Regions from separate parts of the Arabidopsis thaliana genome. Here region 1 is linked to region 2. Evidence: chromatin contacts called from public ChIA-PET data. All regions are on one chromosome and are shown on one strand. The core of a region is the stretch at or near the end of the contact, and the rest is flanking DNA. Distances in the headings are between cores, read along the strand shown. Region 1 holds the start of OFP13 (ovate family protein 13). Region 2 holds the start of ADR1-L2 (ADR1-like 2).

Region 1 (3,729 bases), core at 1,179-3,678, 39 kb before region 2:
ACAAGCTGTGTAAAAGTAACTGTTAGACGCTATGTTTGTGACAGACACAGTTCTGTGTTTTTATTTGTTACAAATATTTGGCTATAGTTTTTCTGTACTCTTGAAAAACTCCAAATTGTATACTATCTCGTATATATTTGAGGACCAGCCCTATGTTATATGTGTTTCCTATAGAAAAATCAATTTTGTGAAATTGAGGAGGAATGAGAACATGCATAGCTCTAAAATTATGAAAAGAAAGGAAACAAAACAAAACAAACAAAACAAAAACAAATAAACGTCGTCGTCTAGGTTGGTCCCAAAATTAAATGTAGAGTAATAAATGAAAAGAGATAAGAGAGAAGTGAGTAGGTCTATGATGTTGGGATTCACAGGGCCTGTGTGTGTGTGACCACTGACCACAGCACCATTGCTCATCTCATGTTACTCCATTCACTTCACAATACAAAATACAAATTACAAATCTCTTTTGTAACATTTCAATTCAAACGTTACTATAGACCAACATTCTCTTTTAATGCACCCTCGTAAATACACTATCCTTTTCTGTATTTTTAAAACTTGAATCTCATAAGTTCATGACAATTACATTTATACATACACTACGGGTGTTTCTATTACGCTTATTTTCAAGATTTTAACTCCAGCATGGATATCACAAAAAGGGTTTTGCTAAATATCTTACGTGATGATGCTTTTAAGAGTCAAATCAATAAATAAAATCTCTATGTTATTAATGTTAATACATGAATTATCCGAGCATGATATTTAATGAGTCTTACAGTTTATGTTAGTGTAGTAGTCCTTGTGTAACCATCGAAAATTCGTAATACCAAATTTTATTTGGGGAAAAAAAATGTAAGGTCCAATATTTGTGACAAAAAAATTTTTAATATGGATGCCAAAGGAGCTACATGCCTACATCTAATGAGAAAGGCTATATAATATGCCTGCAAAAAAAATGAGAAATTATAATTCTATGTCCTTTAAAACCTAAAAAAGAAGTAAAAAATAAAGAGCTTAAATAAAAAGAAGTATCACAGAATTTATTCTTATGTATATTTCCTTTTAAAATGGGGCTGTTATACAAAATTTCTCTGAATCTGTTGGCATAAACTTCGCTGAGTTTCATGAATTTTGGGGGAAAAATAGTGTAACTTTCGAGTTATGACAAAAGGCACTGTTATACACATAAATCAACAATAATGGCTCTAAAAATATTTTTGATATATATTTAATGGTTCTTTTTCCTCTAACCACTAATTACTTTTTACAAAATCCAAAAAGGGTTAATTAATCTAAACAAAACCGGAGATTAAAAAATTTAAAACCGAATCTTAAGCCTTTTTTTATTTTTAACAGCTCCGTCTCTCTTCCTCTTGAATCTCCGTCTGACCTTGAGATAACGAATAAACCGGCGACGACGGCAAAGACGAAACGGCGGTTGAATAACGAGCCGAATCCGATACCGAAGCCGACGTTATTCCGGCGCCGGAATCAGAGAGTCCAGAGAGAAGATCAACAAAAGCACTGACGATAACGCCGTGACTCTTCCTCCCATTCATCCTCAAATACCAAGCGAGCATCGATTCCAAGCTCTCCCAATCTTTAGCCAACTCACCGTGACTCGTCACCATCTCCTCCATCGATCGCCGGAAATCACCGTACGGATCCTCGGATTCCATCGCCACCGCGACACTAATCTCCTCAATCGGCGTACTCCGATCTTCTCCCACCGCAACCGTTTCCTTCGATTTCAAATCCGATTTCGATTTCTCTTCAATCTCTTCCAGAATCGAACTCGTAACTCCTGGATCGAAGAATAACCGCTCCGATCTAACAACGCCACGAACCACCATCTCTAAGGACTCAGCGTCAAGGTCTTGATCCGACTCGGTTGAGTGACTCGCTGTCTCGGACGAGTTAGTAAACCATGACTCAGGCGTCTCCGCTTCCAACAAATCTCCTCCATTGTTGTTGTTGTGGTGGTGGTCGAAGAAAACAGAGTTCACCGTCTTGATCATGTCGTCGCCGACTCGGAACGAAAGAGTTTTGGCATTGTAACAGAGAGGAACCGCTAGTAATCCTCCGGCTCCGCCTTTGAACAGAGAAGAGAGTTTCATCTTCTTCTTCCCCATTGATACCACCAATTGTTTTTTTCTTTGTGAAGATCTTTGGTTGGGTTTGGGTTTAGTAATTAATGGAAGAGGAAGGAGTTGGAGGGAATGCGATATATGGGGAGAGAAGAGAGAGCTGGTGGGGTCAGGTCATGTGTCTATTTAATTTTGGGATATTTTTCTATTTGTTGTTAATTTTCCATTTTTTTCTGGTTAGTTATTTGAAGTGCTTTTACTTATTTAGTCTAAAGTCTTAACTATAAAAATTACGATGATTGAAGTTGATAGTTTGTTTTTGTTTTGCTTTGTGGTTAGCTTTTTCGATTCGTTTTCTGTTCAACCGGGATTTCAATAGTTTTTTCCAATATTTGATTTGCTACAATCCAAATTTTTAATATTGGTTTTTTCTACACTATTCGATCTAATAATTGATCAATTTTACAAAAATGTTTTTATAATGGAGATATATTATTTTTACAAATAGTTTATTGCTACATTTTACAATAATGTTTTTGTCGTTGTGATTTTATTGATATACACATGAGTGGAAGAATTATGTTTTTTACAAATATTTTGCTGTTTTGAAAAATTGACAATCTTCTTGTGTGACGAAAACACTTATCCTCATGCAGTTTACATATTATTAGCTCCATGGGTTGTTATTGCCTTGTTGGAGAGGTTGAATTTGTATTTTTTAACTAACAAAAGTTTCATGCAAACACGATATAATGGCTCTATGGGAATTTGAATTTTTATTTTGTCTTTGTTATCTAAATTTAAGATGATAATATTATACTCATGAACAAGTATAGTAAGACACAGCAGTAGCATTCAATTTGGTTGAAGACAAGAAAAATTAAATATTTTAATTAAAATAAAATAAAATAATACTAGAAAAAATGTTAGTCCCGAGCCAATGACAAAGCACTGTGCAGAACACAAAGCATTAAAAACGATTGCTTACAAGAAAATGTTGCAGAAAAACAAATCCCAATAAACATTTAGTAATTTTATATACTACTACTACTTTATAAAGGTTGATTGACGGTACTACATTCTTGTCTATTGGCTCGTCTTGTCAAATCTTCTTCTCATTTTTAATTACTCTCTCTTTACGACTTTAATAGTGTTTTACATCTTAATTAATTTGTTTAATTTTTTTAAAACTGATGTATAAGCTATTTTGTATTATATAATCCATAAACGAACACGTAAAAATCGTACTGATGCAGTCAGTTTTGACTTTCCTATAAGCACTGTGAGCTTCTAATACTCTCGGTCAACGTGTTATCTATAAATTACGTATGTGTAAATTATATGAAGCTTTGAGCTTAAAGAATGTTTCTTCTTGGTCGCAATACAAATTTCTAAAAGTAAGAATTGTAATTCAACTGAATAATTAAACTCGATGAACATCAGTTTCTTGAATATATATTTAAAAATAATTTATTTCGTTTAATTTTTTTTGAGGAATTGAAGTCTTATATTCGAAGAAGGACTATGTTATATGTATGTTTTTAATTAATGATGAATTTCTTGGACGATTTTCTTTACTAAGGTAAAATATATGATCCATCAAGGTAGAACAAGAATGTAGGGGATAGATCCTGAG
Region 2 (3,248 bases), core at 427-2,926:
TTTTAGGGTCAAGATTTTCTAGAGTTGCTTCGATTTGAGCAAACACTCTACTCTCATGAGTTTCATCAGCAGGTTCACCTCTTGATAGCCTCTCCACTGCACCTTCCCAATATTTTTCAGGTCGTTCTTTCAATGAAGCACCAATGACTTTCAGAGACAAAGGTAGACCTTTACACTCCCCAACAACCTACCAAACAGAGTCAATACAATATGAGTACTGAAAGCAAAAAAGAACATTGCTACTATGCATGTGTCACCTAAAGCAGACCAATTACCTGCTTGACCAAACTTTGGCTGAACCCTGAAGGCACTAATTTCTGATTGAAAACAGAGAGACAGAACAGGGCCGTTGCTTCATGTTCATTGAGTAACTCTACATCATAAGTGACTCTAGAATCTGCGAGTTTAGACCGTGAGACCACAAGAGTTGTGGTTCCAGGAATATTTTCGAACATCAGCTGGTCCAGAGATTCCCTTGTCCAAACATCATCAAGGATCACTAGCTTCCTCGATTCTGGAAGAGTAGCACCAACCCCAGCCTCATAACTAGTAAGAAATCCCCATATATGGGCTCTAAGCTCCTCAAGATTGGGAGATTGTGACACAGTCAGAAACAAAACCTTGTTCCCAAAGTGGCCTGTATAAAAGCAGTAAATGAAAGCAATTTTAGCAACTCAACTATACAACAAAACAATAGAAGCATGATCATCAAGATAAACCAACAAAATATACCATTAAGAAACACCACAAAGCCACTGCAATAGAGATCACAAAGATGTACCAAGCAAATTAACAAACGATATGGAATCAGAGGCCAGCAAAGAAAAGTCATTACCTCGAACCTCCTCGTCCCGGGCAAGCTCTTTGGCAAGAGTGGTTTTCCCTGAACCACTCATCCCAGAGATACCAATAAGTCTTTCCCCATCAATGGATTTAAACAACATCTCCTTCACCTTCCTCTTTCCCAAATCCAATCCCACCCCCAAATCAGCACCATCGGTTGTCACCATCTCAACGGTAGCCTCGGCCGTCTTCAACGCCTCACGCAACGATTCACTTCCCCTGAGTTTCATAGAACCAAGCTTCTCATTCAAACTATCAACCTTCCTATCAATCCGATCGAACCGGAATTCAGAATCGGCTCGAACATGATGAACATCAGCGAGAACATGGACTAACAATTGACCGTTGAGAAAGCTAGACACTTTACTCTGAAGATTCTCCATTTTCCTAACATGGAGTAGCTGTCTAACCATGTTCCAACGGCTGGATTTAAGAACTTTCTCGGTGAGCTTCCTACACTTGTCTAAGGTTTCCGAGAACATACGCAACTGAGCCTGGCGATGAGGTGTGAGCTCGACGCCGCTGTATTGGATCTCCTTGATCGTTGGTTGAAGACCATCGATCATGGTGGCGAGATTTTTGGCGATGCCTCTGCATCTGAGGGTTTTTTGAGAAACCGCATAGAGCTGCCTCACGAGCTCCGTCACAACTTCGCCGCCGATTATATCTGCCATGGCAAAGGCCGATGAGAAAAAGAGAGAGAGATAAGTGGAGAGAAGAAAAGGCAAGGAAGAGTGGAGTAACAAGCAACGAAGTAAACAAAACAAAAGGAAGTAAACAAGTAGGTGACGTTGTGGAACCCATTAACGAAGCTTCGTTGCAGTCACCTTTTGGTAAAGTCTACGGAGACCCAATAAAGATAAAGACTTTTGGCAAATTAATGTCATCATCTTTCATGTAATTATGTCTAATAAGGCCCAAGGGCAAAGTACTGAAGCCTAATAAGGCCCAATACATAAAGACACGTCCTTAACACGCGTTCAATAAAATTGGAATGATGCAAGTGTGGACCATAAAAGGCAAAGGTTCTTTGGTCCAAATAAAATCATGTGAAGAGTACATGGGCCCAAAGCCCATAGAAGTGGCACCATAGCCCATATAATCCTCATGGGCCATGGCCCTCAGCTCAGCTCCTCAAGATTAGAAGACTGGGGACACACAGTAAGAAACAAAATCCGGTTCTCGAAGTCGAAGTGGTCTTCAAATCTCCGGCGGATGGTAATCGTCGGCGGATGGTTTAGACTTTAGAGATAACAGAAGAAGACCTCATCTTTAGAGTCCGGAGCGAAATTAATGGCGGCCATAGCTCGTCTTCCACTAACTCATTCTCTTCCCTCCATCTTCAATCCTTCATCCTTCCTCTCTCAGTCTCTCTCTTTTCCTACTTATCTCCATCGCTCTCCCTTTCGCTCCTTCTCCTCCGTCTCTCCAATCCTCTGCACCTCCCATCGCGATTCGAGATCGCCGGGGAGTGATTCTAATGCGTCGATTGTTGGGGATCTTCTGGATTATCTTAATGAATCCTGGACACAGTTTCACGCCACTGGTATATTGAAATATTGTTTTCTTTTCGGTATTCAACTTTAAGTGACGACTCTCATTGGTCTTTTTCTCTTTGCTGGCAGCTGAGGCGAAGAGACAGCTTTTGGCTGCTGGGTTTGATCTCCTCAGTGAAAACGAAGACTGGAATCTGAAACCTGGTGGCCGTTACTTCTTTACACGAAACATGTCCTGTTTGGTTGCTTTTGCTGTCGGAGAAAAGTGAGTCTTCCGATTCAATTATGCTTCCATGGTATAAGATTTGGTTTGGCTTTGATAATGAATCCTGGAACTAGTTCAAGCTTTGATAATTGAAGGGTTCTTCACAAAAATCGTTTTTTTTTTCTTTCTTAGATTCCTTATTTGTTGGGTTCAGGGAACCTACATTTGTTCCTCATTTTGTAGGTATGTGCCTGGTAATGGTTTTCATGCCATAGCTGCTCACACCGATAGCCCGTGTCTTAAACTTAAACCGAAGTCTGCTTCATCCAAGTCTGGCTATCTCATGGTGAATGTTCAGACTTATGGAGGTGGTTTGTGGCACACATGGTTTGATCGAGACTTAAGTGTTGCGGGGCGAGCAATTGTGAGAGCCAGTGATGGCTCGTTTGTTCATAGGCTTGTCAAAGTGAAAAGGCCATTACTAAGGGTACCCACTTTGGCCATTCATCTTGATCGGTAAATTTCTTTCATGAGCTTGTCTAGTGAAGTTTTAGGCTAATGCATTTGCCATCAAGTGGAGTTATGTTTTGAAGCTCATTCATGCTGTTTTGTTCTTCGTGTATTGTTTAGCACAGTGAACAGTGATGGATTTAAACCAAATTTGGAGACCCAACTTGTTCCGCTACTGGCAACAAAATCAGATG

Evidence for each region. ChIA-PET counts read pairs in DNA pulled down with a chosen protein or histone mark.
Region 1: a contact with region 2 is called in an H3K4me3 ChIA-PET map of shoot, with 12 read pairs. The contact joins the promoter of OFP13 here to the promoter of ADR1-L2 in region 2. A contact is called at or near these places in 10 of 26 Hi-C or Micro-C datasets (callus, cotyledon, leaf and 4 more), 1 of 2 datasets of contacts at active chromatin or transcription factors (shoot) and 1 of 3 other capture datasets (shoot).

What each region holds. Positions count from the first base shown.
Region 1 is chr5:1,398,094-1,401,822 of TAIR10.1, reverse strand. It overlaps OFP13 (ovate family protein 13), which reads right to left and starts at 2,428. Exons shown (of 1, transcript NM_120564.2): 1 at 1,039-2,428. The coding sequence starts at 2,138. The coding sequence ends at 1,356.
Region 2 is chr5:1,359,017-1,362,264 of TAIR10.1, reverse strand. ADR1-L2 (ADR1-like 2) reads right to left here and starts at 1,676. Exons shown (of 5, transcript NM_120554.2): 1 at 836-1,676; 2 at 276-637; 3 at 1-187. The coding sequence starts at 1,517. AT5G04710 (Zn-dependent exopeptidases superfamily protein) reads left to right here and starts at 1,990. Exons shown (of 9, transcript NM_120553.3): 1 at 1,990-2,389; 2 at 2,469-2,604; 3 at 2,788-3,060; 4 at 3,175-3,248. The coding sequence starts at 2,137.